5 separate regions of the Sus scrofa genome follow, and regions 2, 3, 4 and 5 are each linked to region 1. Evidence: chromatin contacts called from public Hi-C and HiChIP or PLAC-seq data. All regions are on one chromosome and are shown on one strand. The core of a region is the stretch at or near the end of the contact, and the rest is flanking DNA. Distances in the headings are between cores, read along the strand shown.

Region 1 (2,848 bases), core at 218-2,717:
GGCCAGCAAGAGACTTGGTCTGCACAGCCCCGATCCAGGGCCTGCCGGTAACAGCTGGTGGGCCAGCCTCCTTGCAGTTCAGAGGGGAGCTTTGCCCACTGACCCTCGGAAGTGGAGAGGGTCCCAGGTGGAATTGTTACGGCACAAATGACCCGCCTGATGGAGTGATTGGGTAGCCAGGTGGCTTCTGGGTGTCCTCGCAAATATTTGGTTTCAAGGAACGGGGTCCCGTTACACAGCTCAATAGCTGGAGGCTCCAAGGGCTGCAGCAGTAAGCCTTGTCCCCTTCTTGTCCCCCAGCCGTCAGCAGACAGCCCATAAAAAATGCGGGGCTCGTGTTCACACAGGGGGCTGTTGGTTTTATGGGCTGGGGGAAGGGAGGCTGCCCTGGAGTCTCAATTAAACGGGTCTCAGCTGCCAGGGACACAGCAATCATGGAGGGACACCTGGGTCCAGGGGGGCCTACAGGGACTTGATGTTCCGTGGGGGTGCCCTACTCACCCATGAAATGTGCACATTGTCCCTCTCCTGCCTCCCAGAGCCACCAGCTCCCCACCTCCTAGTCCCACCACACAGACGGCCCCTGCCCTTGAAACATGGCCGGCAGTGCTGGGTTCTGCCCTCCTGGACCTCGGGCTGGGCCTCCTCTTTGCTTTCCTCCCTCGGTAGAAGCACACATACCCTTGGGAAAAGGTTACTGGTTCACTCTCAAACAGGTGCCTGAATTATATCTCTTCAAGGGCATTTTCCATTCAGTTGAGGGCCCAGCCTTCAATCCCAGGAATAGGTCTCTTACCATGGAATGCCCTAGTGGATGGCATGAAAGGGGAGCCTCCTGTCCCCTATACTCTAAGCTCTTTTAGGGGAAAGGAGGACTTCAACCCGAGGTGGGGGCTCCTCTGTGAGCCTGACTCTATTCTGGGCCCCCTTGATCTCTAAAGGCAGCTTGTTTAGCATCTTGGAGAAGGATACGAGGAAAGGCTTGGAGGATGCTGGGCACCAGGTGGCGCTATTGCCCAGGACCGTCTAGTTGCCCTCAGAGGGGCGGTGGCGGCGGGGGAGGGGGCCTGGAGCAGCTGGAACTGCACTGGTTAAGAGGGGGTGCAGCCGTGGTGCGGGGGCGCTTCTAGTCGCGAGTTCCTAACTCAGCGGTAACTGGAGGGCGGAGCTTAAAGAATGAGTCGCAAATTCTTCCCCAATCCCTGTCATAAAGCCCTGTGACTCTGATTCCCGGGGTGGGGTGATGGGCTGGGGCCGGACCAAGGACAGACTTCTATTGTGGTCCTTGGGGGTGGGGCAGGACACTGCTCTTTTCAGGTTCAAGCAGAGGGGTCCCAGGAGGTTAACTGGGCACTGTACGTGCGCTCTTTCCAGGAGCGTAAACCCAGCTCCAGAGGCGCCCGGTCCGCGGCTCCCAGGGCGGATCCGAGCGGGTCGCGCGGCGCATCCCCGGGGCGGAGCTGCCCGCGCAGCTGCGCTCCCACCCCCGCCCCCTGGTCTGGAAAAAGCAAAAGCATCTCTAGGTGCTGTGCTTTCTTCACGTAGTGATTACCACGTGTCAGAGAGAAACTGCTGCTTTCTGTATAACCACAGACCACTTCGGAGAACAGGACTGGGGATCAAAAAGGAAAACTACTTCAAAACAAAATGCTGCAGGCTGCCTTTTTCCTCCTCCCTTTCTCTCTCATTTTTTTTTTTTTCCGGGGCGGGGGTGGGGGTGGGAGGAAGGATTAAAAAAACAAACAAAAAAGTAAGTCCGCATCTTCTCGCAACTGCAGCTGATTTCCTGTGTAAACGAAAACCATGTGATATTCCATAAATGCTTCCAGCTTTAAATGACAGGAAATGAAAACCATCACGGAAAAGGACAACTTCGGAATAAATCCCCAGTGCAGATATCATTACGGCGACATATCAGGGGGACGGTCGTCGGGCCGCCTGCACATCCCCGCAGGTCATTAGAGGGGCTGCTAAAGGGGGCCGGGCGCCGGGGGCAGCTCCCCCCGAAGTGTTCCTTCTGCGGGAGAAATGGGGCGGCGGCGATCACACCCCGGCGCAGCGCCCGGCAACTGGGCTTTCAATTAGGGACCGAGCTGGGAAAAGCAGTCTTTTCTTTCCGCACGCCTCGCCGGGGTCAGGTCACGACCCCTCCACCGTGTTCAATCGGCAGTGCCATCCATATGCATGAAGGCTAATTAACTCTGAAAGGCCCGGCTGGCGGGGCCCTCCCTGCCGCGCAGGGGTGGGGTGGGATGGCGCCCCCCCGAACACTCACGCCCACCCCGTCCTCTCCCGGGAGGCCCAACCTCTGCAGCTGCTCCCGCGCTGGCCGAGTGCACACGTGTGCGCACGGAGCGCGCTACTCCGCCGCGCGGGGCTGGCTGGGCCAGGGAATTAGACGCGTCATTTGTCGCCAGCCTAGCAACACGTGCTGATTTATCCTGATGGCTCCCGCCTGGCCCCAGCGCCCACCGCGGGCCCAAAGTAGGAAAGGGATGCTTTTCAGGTTCAGGGACCAGGACTCTAGCCCCAACCCTCGCTGCCTGTGGGAGGGAGCCTGGGTGAGTCACGCCAGCTCTCTGGGTTCCCTGCCTTTGCTCAGCTCTCACGTGAGGTTGTTGGGCTGGAAAATCAGTCGAGTACCAAAGATAAATCCCGAGAGATCTATGCAGCTGCCACATTTTCCCCAGCTCAGAGTATTTTTCGGTTTCCCAGTTCATGACAAGCCAGGAGGTGCCTCGGTTTCCACGGGGTGGAATCTGGGGTGACCTTTTCTATTTCTTTCTGTATCAGTTGCAACTCTTTGGCTTCAGAGTTTTCAAAAAGACCTTGAACTAGCAAACTAGAG
Region 2 (2,848 bases), core at 256-2,755, 250 kb after region 1:
AATTATATAAATAAAAAAAAATTTTTTAAAAAGACAAAAAGGAGTTCCCGTCATGGCACAGTGGAAACGAATCCAACTAGGAACCATGAGGTTGTGGGTTTGGTCCCTGCCTCCCTCAGTGGGTTAAGGATCCGGCTTTGCCGTGAGCTATGGTATAAGTCACAGACTGTGTTGCTGTGGCTCTGGCGTAGGCCAGCAGCTACAGCTCCCATTTGACCCGTAGCCTGGGAACCTCCATATGCCACAGGTGTAGCCCCAAAAAGACAAAAAAGTAAAAAATAAAAAAAATAAATTATATAATTAAAAATTTTCAAAGGAACTTGGATAAAAGGAATTTGATGCTGTATTTCATCTGGTCAGCATTAGGAAGAGTGGCTTCTGTTGTCTTTTAATAGGAGAGCTCACCATCACTCGCTCTCTGCTGGGACCTACCTGACTAATAACCATCAACTTGCCCTCCCAGAGCCTGGGTTTAAAACTGACAAAGCCTGAGCCATCAGCAGGCCACTTAAGATATAATTCTACTTTATATCATATCTAATGTTCTTAAGCTAACTGGAATCGTGGCTTAAAAAACAATAATAATAATTACTCCCACTCCATTACATTTACACTTGATACAATAGCAGATTTAAAATTTTGTGAACTGGGAGTTCACAAGAGGGCGTTCACCTTTTAGGAGTTCCCTTTGTGGCTCAGTGGAAACCCAACTAGGATCCATGAGGACGCGGGTCCAATCCCTGGCCTCACTCAGTGGGTTAAGGATCCAGCATTGCCGTGAGCTGTGCTGGAGGTTGCAGAAGTAGCTGGGATCCCGTGTTGCTCTGGCTGTGGTGTAGGCCGGCAGCTGTAGCTCCAATTCAACCCCTAGCTTGGGAACCTCCATATGCCATGGGTGCAGCCCTAAAATAAAAATAAAAAATTTGTGAACTGCAAAATGACATGGCACATCTCCACATTTATACTTGTGGAGGGCTCCTGTTTGGAGTTCTGGTCGCCTTGGTAATTCAGATCAATTCTCCCACCAAAAGCTAAAAAGGCTAAACAAAATATAAGTTTACATATTGGAAGGAAAAAACTCTGTAAATAATTATAAAAACTACGATGGTGCAAATTTATATAATCTTTCAATGGTTCAAATGTGAAATGCTATTAGGAAGTAGTAAAGTTGTGATAAATGTGTGGAGGTTACTGCATGCCCCGAAAGAGATCTACGGAAAAAAGACAGCTATTTTTGTGTATATTCTTCAAGTTTCTATGTTCCACCTTGTTCCACCTCTAAGAGATGTTAAGAGATATAATTCATAGTTCCATCTATGACAAATATCACCAGATCCTTTTTCTGCGACCAAACCACATAGCTCATTGTTAAAAGGATGATCGGAAGAGAAACTCAAACATATTCCAATGTGTGGAACTTTGGCAAGAGATACTTAAACTGGTGGAAACCTGCCGAAATACTTCACACGAGCCCTCCGTCACCCTCTATGATGCAATCTGCAACCTTTCCAGCCAACTCCCTTATTTCACTAGCCAGCCCTTGTCAACACTGAGGTAATAGAGCTGGAAAAACTCATCACTCCACTGGGATATTCAAATATCAAATTTTACTTCATTTGGTGAAAATTATACGGTTGCCAAAGAAAACTAATGCAAAGAGGGGAAACTATGAAAGGTTTGGAGCCATTCTTTTGTTGCAAAGAGCTCTTGGGAGGCCTCAAATCCATCTGCCACTGCTTAGGCATTCTTTTGTTGCTCTGACCCCTTCCTGCCCCACCCCTCAAGCATATGGGGCAGCGAGAAGGCTGGGGTGAACTCACCAGCCCAGGCTTCTGTGTTCAGCCAGCCCTAGTCTTATTCCCAAAGGTCCTCCTTCAGACTCTGCTCCTCCAGAAGGAGAGCTGTGTTCTACTGATGGCTGGACCTCCAAACCTAACCCCGTGTCCTGCAAAGAAAGTCTGACATCTACTCCACGGCAGGCACCGGATTAGGGATGAGAAATAGAGACATAATAAAGACACAGAAGGAAGTTCCCATTGTGGCACAGCAGAAACGAATCCGACTCGTATCCACGAGGATGTGGGTTCAACCCCTGGCCTCACTCAGTGGGTCAGGGATCCAGCATTGCCATGAGCTATGGTGTGCGCTGCAGATGTGGCTCGGATTCCGCGTTGCTGTGGCTATGGTGCACGCCAGCAGCCGTAACTCTGATTCAATCCCTAGCCTGGGAACTTTTATATGCCGCAGGTGCAGCCCTTAAAAAAAAAATCTAAAAAAATAAAAAATGAGAGAGATACAGACCTCACTCTCTGGACCCTCAAGGAAGGAAAATGATTTGGATACAGTTGCCTCAGCAGAATGGAGGAATGAAAAGCCAGTGAGCACAGCCCCATGGCCCGTGTTCTTTTCTCCCTAGACAATCAAGGCTTAGATGAGGAAGGAGAGAGCAGGCTTTCTCTTCAGAAATGTAAACGTGCGTCTTCAGCCCTGACCTTCCCAGAGTTCCACATTCACACCTTCAACCACCCATTCAATGCGTCCACTTGGAAGGAGTTCCAGGGATGAGTTGTGATGACTCTGAAGCCAGACTGCTTGGGGAGGAAGCCCAGCTCCATCACTACCCAGTTGGGTGGCTGACTGTAGGCAGGTCACTTTTAACCTCTCCATGCTTGTCTTTTCATGTGTAAAGCAGGGCTCTAGTGGTTCCTTGCACACACAACTGCTATGAGAATTAAATGAATTGATAAGGGTAAAAGTGCCTAAAACCCTGCCAAGTACACAATTCATGCTCTCACAGTGCTTATTGCTATGACTAGGACTGGTACTGCTGTTTCTAATCAGGCACCTA
Region 3 (2,848 bases), core at 187-2,686, 200 kb after region 1:
GGAGGCTGTGGCTCATAAGAGGGATCAGGGTAAAGAAATAAATTGGGGAACTACTTAGTATTTCACAGTGAGGGAAAAGAATCTGGAAAAAGCACAGATATATAAGTATAACTGAATTATTTGCTGAAACTAACACAACGTCCTCCATCAATCATATGTCCATTTAAAAAAAGAATGAAAATAAAACAAATAAAAATAAATAAAACACCTAAAATTCCCGATTTTTGGGAGGGGGGGGTGGTGGAAAGAAAGGAATAGGCATTCCTGTTGTGGCTCAATGGGTTAAGGACCTGACATACTGTCCACGAGGATGTGGGTTCAATCCCTGGCCTCACTCAGTGGGTTAAGGATCTGGCATTGCCACAAGCTGTGGTGTAGGTCACAGATGTGGCTTAAATCTGGTGTTGCTGTGGTTGTGGTGTAGGCGGACAGCTGCAGCTCCAATTCAACCCCTACCTAGCCTGGAAACTTCCATATGCCATGGATACAGCGGGTGGGCGGCTGGGAAGAAAGAAGGAAGGGAGGGAGGGAGGAGCTGAGGAGGAAGGATGACATTTAAAATTAGGGATATAGGAGTTCCCGTTGTGGCGCAGGGGAAACAAAGCCAACTAGGAACCATGAGGTTGTGGGTTCGATCCCTGGCCTCGCTCAGTGGATTGAGGATCCAGCATTGCCATGAGCTGTGGTATAAGTCACAGATGTGGCTCTGATCCTGCATTGCTGTGGCTGTGGCATAGGCTGGCAGTCATAGCTCCAATTCGACCCCTAGCCTGGAAACCTCCATATGCTGTGGATGTGGCCCTAAAAAGCAAGAATTAAAAAAATAAAAAATAAAATAAAATTAGGGATATATGAGATCACAGCGAGAGTAACATAGATGACAGCCCGAGACTGAGCCCTGAAGAACGTCAACTTTCAGAGCCTATGAAGAATAGGGGACATCAAAAGAGACTTTGGAAATTTTATGTGTATCTTATGCTTCCAAGTGTAAGAGGGACAGCGAATGAGAGCCACAGAAAGACATAGGTAGAACTGACGAGGAAAAGTTACCCAGAGAGGTTTCTGTCCAGTATAACGAGCACTGTGAGTAAGCTGGCACCACTCTTAGGCTTCCTTCAAAAGCAGCTGGAATTATTTGATATCTACAAACTACAAGATCCATCGCTGGCCATCATAATCTCCTTCAAAAACCACCTTTCAAAGTCACGTGCCACTCCACTTCTGACTCCTGACCTGCTGATGGAGTCTAGAGCTGCGTTTCACGTGCCAGCTGCTCAATTACTCCTGCCCTGGCCCCTGGCATGGGTCCTGGCTTCTGAATCCAAGTTCTCACCCCCACTAACAACTTGGATTGCCCAGTGCTGACCAGGAGGTGCGCTGAGATCATGTTCCCCCGGGCTGCCAAGAGTTCCTGGCGCGTGGTCAAGGCAGCACACAGGGAGTGAGTGTTCCGCAATTAATCAGGTGACAGAGAACAACTGACATGCTCGGGGACCAGAGGATGAGCCAGAGTGAGGCAGCAACGCGGAGCGGGAGACAGCGCTCCAGGCCTGTCACCCCAGGAGAACCTGTTCTGGGTCCCCCAGGGCAATGAGACCTCCTTTCACCCAGAACACTGGAAGTTCTTAAGTTTACCATGTGCATGTGTCCAAGGATGCAGGATTCCCTGGATGCTGGTAACCTTAGGAACCAAAAAGTGGGTTCTGCACGCCCTTGGGGTGGCCTGGGGACATCTGTGTCCCTCTCTGCCACATCTATGATGGAAACTTCAAACTATCCCATAGGTGGTTAACGAGCCTGACTAGTATCCATGAGGATGCAGGTTCGATCCCCAGCCTCACTCAGTGGGTTGGGGGTCTGGCGTGGCTATGGCTGTAGCATAGGCCGGCAGCTACAGCTCCAATTTGACCCTTAGCCTGGGAACCTCCATACACCTCAGTGCAGCCCTAAAAAGACAAAAAAAAAAAAAAAAAAAGGAAAAGATAAAAAGAAAGTGCCTGGTAGTACCTATTAGCTCTTCTCCTTTATACTTTAGGTGACCATAAAATGACAGCCAGTCAGCTGAACGGTAAAGCATGTTTCCAAAGTCTCAAACAACAATTTGAAAGCCCTGCAAGCACAGAAGTAGAATAAAAGGCTCTTTAATTTGTTTTTTGTTTTTTTGAACATGTGAACTATTACATGATCAATGGAGTTGGAACTTGTCCTGAAAAAAAATGCTCCCTCCCTTTTTCTAAACTTTCCTGCCAAGGTTAACACAATTATGCTCCATGATGAAGAAGCAAAGATGTAAATTCTACTGACATGAGATGGATAACATCAATTCTGAATAAGTATCATCAAGCAAAAGAGAATTCTCCAAAATTTTTCTGCAAGAGTCATTCGGGCCCATGTCTGCTGTTTAAAATGTTTATATCCTTTAAGCAGACTGTATTTCTATTTCCCTTTATGAAATTTAACGAAAATCCTTAAAGTTGGCAACAGCAGCAGGAAACCATTTATAAGGCCAGCATGGCTATTTTACTTTTATTAACGAAAAGTTATGTAATAGTTGCGGCAAACTGCAGAGTTCTCTTTTATAGTCTTTTAATATTTATAGAAATTTCAGAGAGTTATACGGCCAGAGTTCATTTTGGAAAGTGAGAGTTTCAATTATCAGACAGCAATCAATTATTCTAGCTCAGCTACCGCAATGGCTATTTAAGAGTTGCGCTCATCTTTATTCATGTTTTTTAACAATAGGTCAACTGTGTCCAGTACTTGACCTAGAAGCTCAAATAGGTGTGACTGAACTGTATACTGACAAAGGTCTCCGCTCCAAACTACTGAGTCACACTGCTGGCCTTTT
Region 4 (2,848 bases), core at 178-2,677, 170 kb after region 1:
GGACACAGGTTCAATCCCTGGCTGCGTACAGTGAGTTAAGGATCTGGTATTGCCACACCTTCAGCTTAGGTCGTGACTATAGCTCAGATCTGATCTCTGGCCCGGGAACTCCATATACTGCAGTGCGGCCAAAAAAGATAAAAACATTTCAAAACCAGTCCCTCTAGCTTGTTAAGGCAGATCCAAACAAAACCAACCTAAAAATTCCTCTACCCACCTCCATGGAAAACCATGTTACACATGCATAAAAAATATTTTATCTCACTGCTTTAAGCCATGCAAACAGCTTACTTTGGCCTAAACACCAGCAAACTTAAATTATTCTAGAAACTCCTTCAAAGAGCCGTGGTTTTGTTCCTGTCCATCCCCAAACCCTTAGGTTCCCAAGTTGGTGGAGGGGACAGGGCAGTGTGCTCTAGGCCACACGAGCACACATGCCTGGAGCTGTGCCACAGGAAAGCTCGTTACCTGGACAAGGGCAGTGCTGGTACAGGTGACCCTGCCCCATCAATTCATCAGCAGCTGCTGACCCATGCTCATGCTTCATAGGAGCAGAACGTTTTCCCCTAAAACTTAAGGAGAAAAAGGCAAAAATAGAAAATCTTTTGCCAACCACAAAAATACATATTTTACAAGTTGTGGAATTAAAAGCAGCTGCTCTACACTTTAAAAACCAGAGAAAAAGTATAAAATAAGTATCTCCCTCTGACCAGCTACGACCTCCTGAACTGAACTGAAGCAGAAATATTGACCTGTCAGTGCCACAGCTTAAAGGGACCTACGGATCAAGTAAGCTAAAAGCAAGTGGTGGCATCAACTATTACCCTTCTTCTAGCAGAACCCACTTGTGTGATCTTTACTAGATTCCCAGGCTTTCACTTCACTAGAGATGCACTAAACTAGGAGTCTGTAGGTTTAAAATTTTGTGCAATTAATCTGACAACAAATTGGGTGGCTGGCTGTTAAATATGAGTTAGAAAACGGACTAAATGTTAGGGCTCCATTCTTGTCTCGAATCAAAGACATTTCTCCTGGGATTGCAAAGGAATGAGCATGTAGCCTATCTCATGGATGAAAGGGCGATCTCTAATCTTTAAAAACAGGAGGTCCGCCTCCATGATCACCTGGGACAAGCCTGGCTAGCGCACGTCAGCAAGGAGGTTATAGGAGCCTGGGAACGTTTAACATCAAGAAAGGAATTACAGCCCAGTAAGATCAGAGGGAATTACACAGGAAATGTGAACAGTAACCCTTTCAAATCCCTGTCCCCCCTCCCACCGCCTGTGATAGATGGAGTCCGGCTGCCATCCAGCTATGCGCTTACACAAGCCAACAGCTGAGGGGAACTGGGGAAAAGGGGAAAAGCCCATATATACACATGCACGGAGCACAGCATAAATTCGTAATGACGTGATAAAGTTGTGCTGCTCCAGAAAAAAGCCCCTGAGCCTTTCCAATGGCCACGTATGCACTTTATCACTGTCTCATCCAACCAGAGCCCCAAGTAAAAAATCCCACAGAAATTTGCAGAATCGGGCGGGGGTGGGGAGGACAGAAGAGTTAGTTGGCAGACTCATCATCGTAAGCAAGGAAACGTGGCCCCTCTGAAGCTGACCAAACAAATAGGTCTCCGCCCTGGCTTATGTTTAAACATCTTGTTCCTCATCGGTCTGTAGGGAAAACATTCTTTCCACAATAAATAACGTGCAATTGAATCAGAAATTCTTCCTCCAGGCTTTATCTACTCTGTAGAGGGTTCTTCAGTACTGTTAGCCAGAAGCCTAAAGAATTCAACTGATTGCAGACTTTTTTCTTAAAGAGCTGCTCACTTATAGTCAAGGCCAGTTAAATTATTTCTCGTTGCTAATTCTGGAAAAGCAAATGTGACTGTGTCTTTCCTGGACCCCTTTAGAGACCCCTAGGTTGGGACCTCAAGCAAAGAGCTACTTTTGCCACAACAGCCTCTTGGAAAAGGGGAAATGTTCAGTTTCTACAAACAGGTGAGTTCGAGAGAGATTCATTAAAAATCAAGACCAACCAACCAACCAACCAAAAAAAAAAAACCCATGGTTCTCAGACAGAAAGGGTATGGTGGGGCAGTAAAATAAAATGAAAAGGAGTTCCCGTTGTGGCGCGGCAGAAACCAATCCGACCAGTAACCATGAGGTTGCGGGTTCATTCCCTGGCCTCGCTCGGTGGCTTAAGGATCTGGCATTGCTGTGAGCCGTGGCATAGATCACAGACGCAGCTTGGATCCTGTGTTGCTGTGGCTGTGGCGTAGGCCAGCAGTTGTAGCTCTGATTTGACCCCTAGCCTGGGAACCTCCATATGCCATGGGTGCAGCCCTAAAAAGCAAAATACACACATACATATATACAGTGAAGAAAAAGGTGATGTTTACAGGAAGCTAAGTTTAAAACTTGGAATCAAACTTCACAGGTCTGAAACAAGAGTTCACTTTTTTCCCACTGGTATTACCAGGCTAGAGATGGTTCACTGCAAAGAGTAGGTCAAGGAATAAATGAAAGTGGATACAAAGCTGACAAAGCAAACTACCAATAAAAGTCAAAAGGGTTAGCGTCTTAGAACTCTCCAGAGAGGGAACTAGAAAACCAAAGGGCTTTTTTTTTTTTTTTTTTTTTTCAGCATTGTGCCGCCTCCAAAGCATATGAGTCTTGAAGAAACAACCTACATTGGCAGTGATACTGTGAGTGACTGGGGTTTCTACTGGAGACTTCTAACGGCTGCAAGTTAAACAACAGCCTCTCATTTCTCTGGTGCTGGCTCACAGGCAGGCAGGAAGGCCCATGAATAATACTCCAACTATCAGGCCAGACTTCTGATTGGG
Region 5 (2,848 bases), core at 97-2,596, 140 kb after region 1:
AAGAGCTGTGTGTTTACTGTAGGTAAAATATACCTCAATTTCTGAAAATGCTTGAAATATATTCCAAAGCAAAACAAATATCTAAGCCTATAGCTACTGGGAAAAAGAGATGGAAACAGAGTATTAGAAGAACAATATTACTTGCTGCATTTATTGAGAATTTACAAGAAAGAAATCTGTACAGGCCAGAATTGACAGGTGTGAGAGCAGAAATGAAAGGGAGTAGAGGATCCAGAAATCTGGAGGCTCCCAAGGTTAGAAAACCTGACTGCTTCTGGATTTTACCCAGTGAGAGAGAAGAATGAAAAAGGCTTTGAGGGAGCTCCCGTTGTGGCTCAGTGGGTTAAGAGCCCAACGTTGTCTCTCTGAGGATTTGGGTTTGATCTTTGGACTCATTCACTGGGTTAAGGATCCGGGGTTGCTGCAAGCTGCGCCACAGTCACACATGTGGTTCGGATCTGGTGTTGCTGTGACTGTGGTGTAGGCTGGCAGCTGCAGCTCCAGTTTGACCCCTAGCCTAGGAACTTCCATCTGCTGCAGGTGTGACCATAAAAAAGGGAAAAGAAAGAAAGAAAGAGAGAGAGAGAGAGAGAGAGAGAAAGGGAGAGAGAGAGAGAAAGAAAGGGAGAGAGACAGAGAAAGAAAGAAAGAGAAAGGAAGGAAGGAAGGAGGGAAGGAAGGAAGGAAGGAAGGAAGGAAGGAAGGAAGGAAGGAAAAAGCTTTGAGCGAAAATGGCCTGTTAGGTTGTTTCAGGTGAACAGAGGTTGCTCCAGGTGAGGTTAACCCTGTGAACTTCCAGTGAGGCCCATCTCAAAGGGCCATAGCAAGGCCCTCAGGAAGCTGAGAGAGAGGGGAGCAGGAGAAGGGGAGCAAAGAAATAAGTTAGGCTTGGGACTTTTTGTGCTGTTTTGGTGTGCCTTTTGGCTGGAGTGACCATGCACAATGTGTTGTTGTCCAACCCTGGATAGTTACGAGAGTGAAAAAGGGCACTGTTATCTAACCCGCCTAAGAGATATAAACTAAGACTGTCCCTGCCAGACTGGGACATGGAATCCCTCTATTACTATCACATCCCACTACAGGAATGTAGATCAGAAGCCAGCTGAGTTTCTAGGGAATAACCTTGCCAAAAACCCCACAACTCTTGTCTCTAAGCCTTGGCTGACACCTCTAAGCTCGAGCTGCCAGAAGTGCATGATTAGAAAGTAGGAAACAAAAGCTACATAGACTCCAAGGAGGGCAGATTCCCCAGCTTCCACATAAGCCATGAACATGACCTTGGAGGAAGACAGGTGATGAAGAAGCTTCCAGAAGACAGATTCCGGTCCTAGAGAATGATGAACAGTGGGGTTCCTTCTAGAGAGCAGGGCCAGAGTCTAATCCAGGGACACCTCCTGCACTGGGCAAGAGTTCTTCCAAGTGCTTCTTGCCATTCCATTTGTTTCGTCACCATCAGTATTCCTAATTCCAAATGTCCCCTCAGCTTTAGAAAATTAAACTTGTAATGTGCTACCTGGGCCTAATGCAATAAATTACGGACAGCGCACGTAATGCGATGGTGGTGGGAATGAACCCGAAGAGTCTTTGACAAAGATCACGGGGCCATGATTTTCATCCAACCTTCGCTATTAACGGCGTGACCCTGCATAAATTGTGATTTCTCGGACTTCAGTTCCTTCATTTGTAAGATGGATAAGAGGATGCCTTCCAGTTTTCGAAGTCTAATTTCAAATTTTTGTCCTCACTGAGCCAAAAGAACTCCAAAAATCCTCTCCAAAATAGTCATTACTTGGAGAACTCATAAGAGACTAGCTGGTTTGGTTCTTACAGCAAAAGCAACTCAGCACAATTCTAAAAAGTTATATTGGCAAGAAAAGTCCTGGCACGTTTTCATTTCTTGATTTTTCCATATTATTTTGCTCTCACTTTAGTATATTAAGGAATAAAATATCACCATTTTTAAGAAGGAAAAGACACTTGCCTTCCATTTCATTAGGCTTCAGAAACTGATCCAAAAAGAGGGGGAACTGCATGGACTTAAAAATTTCAATTCTTTTGTAATATTTACAAACTAAAATTTAGAATGCTTTAAAAACCAAAACAATTTGGAGAAGATTTTTAATCTAGAAAATACCACAGTAACATATTTTATTAGTTATATAGTCAACAATATTCAAACTGACTCCTAAAAGTATTATTTTTTCAAATAATTAAAATTTGAAAAATATGTCTGCTAAATTTCAATTTTTGATACCTCTAATTTTTGGAAGAAAACAGCACTCAGGACTCTTCTTCACTGACAAAAGGTAAGACACAAACTAATATTCTACATTGATATTTTGTTGCTCATATTTAATATAGTTTTGTATATGCAAAAAAAAAAAAATAAGAGCTAAACATTTTAAGAGAGTAAGACCCAAACTTTGTTACTTCAAATCACTATAAGTTGGGACAAAGAAAAAATGGCAAACATTTTACAGGTTCTGTTATCACATATCCTATTATCAGCGAGTTTCTAAATCAGTCACATTAATGATTATCACTGATTATAAAACTATGACCACGTGCTGGGCTACCAGATAAAACAAGAATATCAACTCCACAGTACCTTGAGAAAAGATCACTCAATTATTTGTTGAATGAATTAGTAAACAAAAAAATAAGAAACCGAAATAAGCATGATAAAACAACCTAAATCTCTGAAACACAATTTTGCAAGTGTATCCCAGATTATACAAAAATTTAATTAAGCTTAAATAATGTAAAATTCACATAACTTATAAGTGGAATACATGAAATGTGCTAAGGAAACTAGAGATATTTGACAGTAACTCTCAGGTAAAAGAAG

The links. A called contact is a pair of places that touch in the nucleus more often than the background predicts. HiChIP or PLAC-seq counts read pairs in DNA pulled down with a chosen protein or histone mark.
Region 2: a contact with region 1 is called in a Hi-C map of liver, with 2.4 times the contacts expected there. The contact joins two enhancer-like sites. A contact is called at or near these places in 1 of 5 promoter capture datasets (liver), 20 of 47 Hi-C or Micro-C datasets (adipose tissue, alveolar macrophages, brain and 10 more) and 2 of 2 datasets of contacts at active chromatin or transcription factors (alveolar macrophages and skeletal muscle).
Region 3: an H3K27ac HiChIP or PLAC-seq map of skeletal muscle shows a contact between it and region 1. The contact joins two enhancer-like sites. A contact is called at or near these places in 9 of 47 Hi-C or Micro-C datasets (embryonic fibroblasts, epiblast stem cells, fetal heart ventricle and 4 more) and 1 of 2 datasets of contacts at active chromatin or transcription factors (skeletal muscle).
Region 4: an H3K27ac HiChIP or PLAC-seq map of skeletal muscle shows a contact between it and region 1. The contact joins two enhancer-like sites. A contact is called at or near these places in 4 of 47 Hi-C or Micro-C datasets (embryonic fibroblasts, heart right ventricle, skeletal muscle and 1 more) and 1 of 2 datasets of contacts at active chromatin or transcription factors (skeletal muscle).
Region 5: a Hi-C map of skeletal muscle shows a contact between it and region 1, with 4 times the contacts expected there. The contact joins two enhancer-like sites. A contact is called at or near these places in 5 of 47 Hi-C or Micro-C datasets (alveolar macrophages, embryonic fibroblasts, heart right ventricle and 2 more) and 1 of 2 datasets of contacts at active chromatin or transcription factors (skeletal muscle).

The regions. Positions count from the first base shown.
Region 1 is chr10:41,520,129-41,522,976 of Sscrofa11.1, forward strand. The region is part of intron 2 of LOC110255684 (a long non-coding RNA gene); the gene reads right to left. Among named protein-coding and RNA genes, the nearest start is that of SVIL, 350 kb to the left of the region's middle. Within about 2 kb of position 1,468, at least 59 of the 83 cell types and tissues checked have an H3K27ac peak or open chromatin away from gene starts, as enhancers often do. A contact at or near this core is called in embryonic fibroblasts, liver, omental adipose tissue and 3 more, where this site is marked.
Region 2 is chr10:41,767,821-41,770,668 of Sscrofa11.1, forward strand. All of the region lies in intron 10 of ZNF438 (zinc finger protein 438), which reads right to left. Among named protein-coding and RNA genes, the nearest start is that of ZEB1, 240 kb to the right of the region's middle. Within about 2 kb of position 1,506, at least 7 of the 83 cell types and tissues checked have an H3K27ac peak or open chromatin away from gene starts, as enhancers often do. A contact at or near this core is called in liver and omental adipose tissue, where this site is marked.
Region 3 is chr10:41,721,310-41,724,157 of Sscrofa11.1, forward strand. All of the region lies in intron 12 of ZNF438 (zinc finger protein 438), which reads right to left. Among named protein-coding and RNA genes, the nearest start is that of ZEB1, 290 kb to the right of the region's middle. Within about 2 kb of position 1,437, at least 25 of the 83 cell types and tissues checked have an H3K27ac peak or open chromatin away from gene starts, as enhancers often do. A contact at or near this core is called in skeletal muscle, where this site is marked.
Region 4 is chr10:41,694,999-41,697,846 of Sscrofa11.1, forward strand. ZNF438 (zinc finger protein 438) reads right to left here. Exons shown (of 19, transcript XM_021064197.1): 13 at 469-572. The coding sequence starts at 547. Among named protein-coding and RNA genes, the nearest start is that of ZEB1, 320 kb to the right of the region's middle. Within about 2 kb of position 1,428, at least 30 of the 83 cell types and tissues checked have an H3K27ac peak or open chromatin away from gene starts, as enhancers often do. A contact at or near this core is called in embryonic fibroblasts, skeletal muscle and subcutaneous adipose tissue, where this site is marked.
Region 5 is chr10:41,660,250-41,663,097 of Sscrofa11.1, forward strand. The region is part of intron 14 of ZNF438 (zinc finger protein 438); the gene reads right to left. Among named protein-coding and RNA genes, the nearest start is that of ZEB1, 350 kb to the right of the region's middle. Within about 2 kb of position 1,347, at least 15 of the 83 cell types and tissues checked have an H3K27ac peak or open chromatin away from gene starts, as enhancers often do. A contact at or near this core is called in retroperitoneal adipose tissue and skeletal muscle, where this site is marked.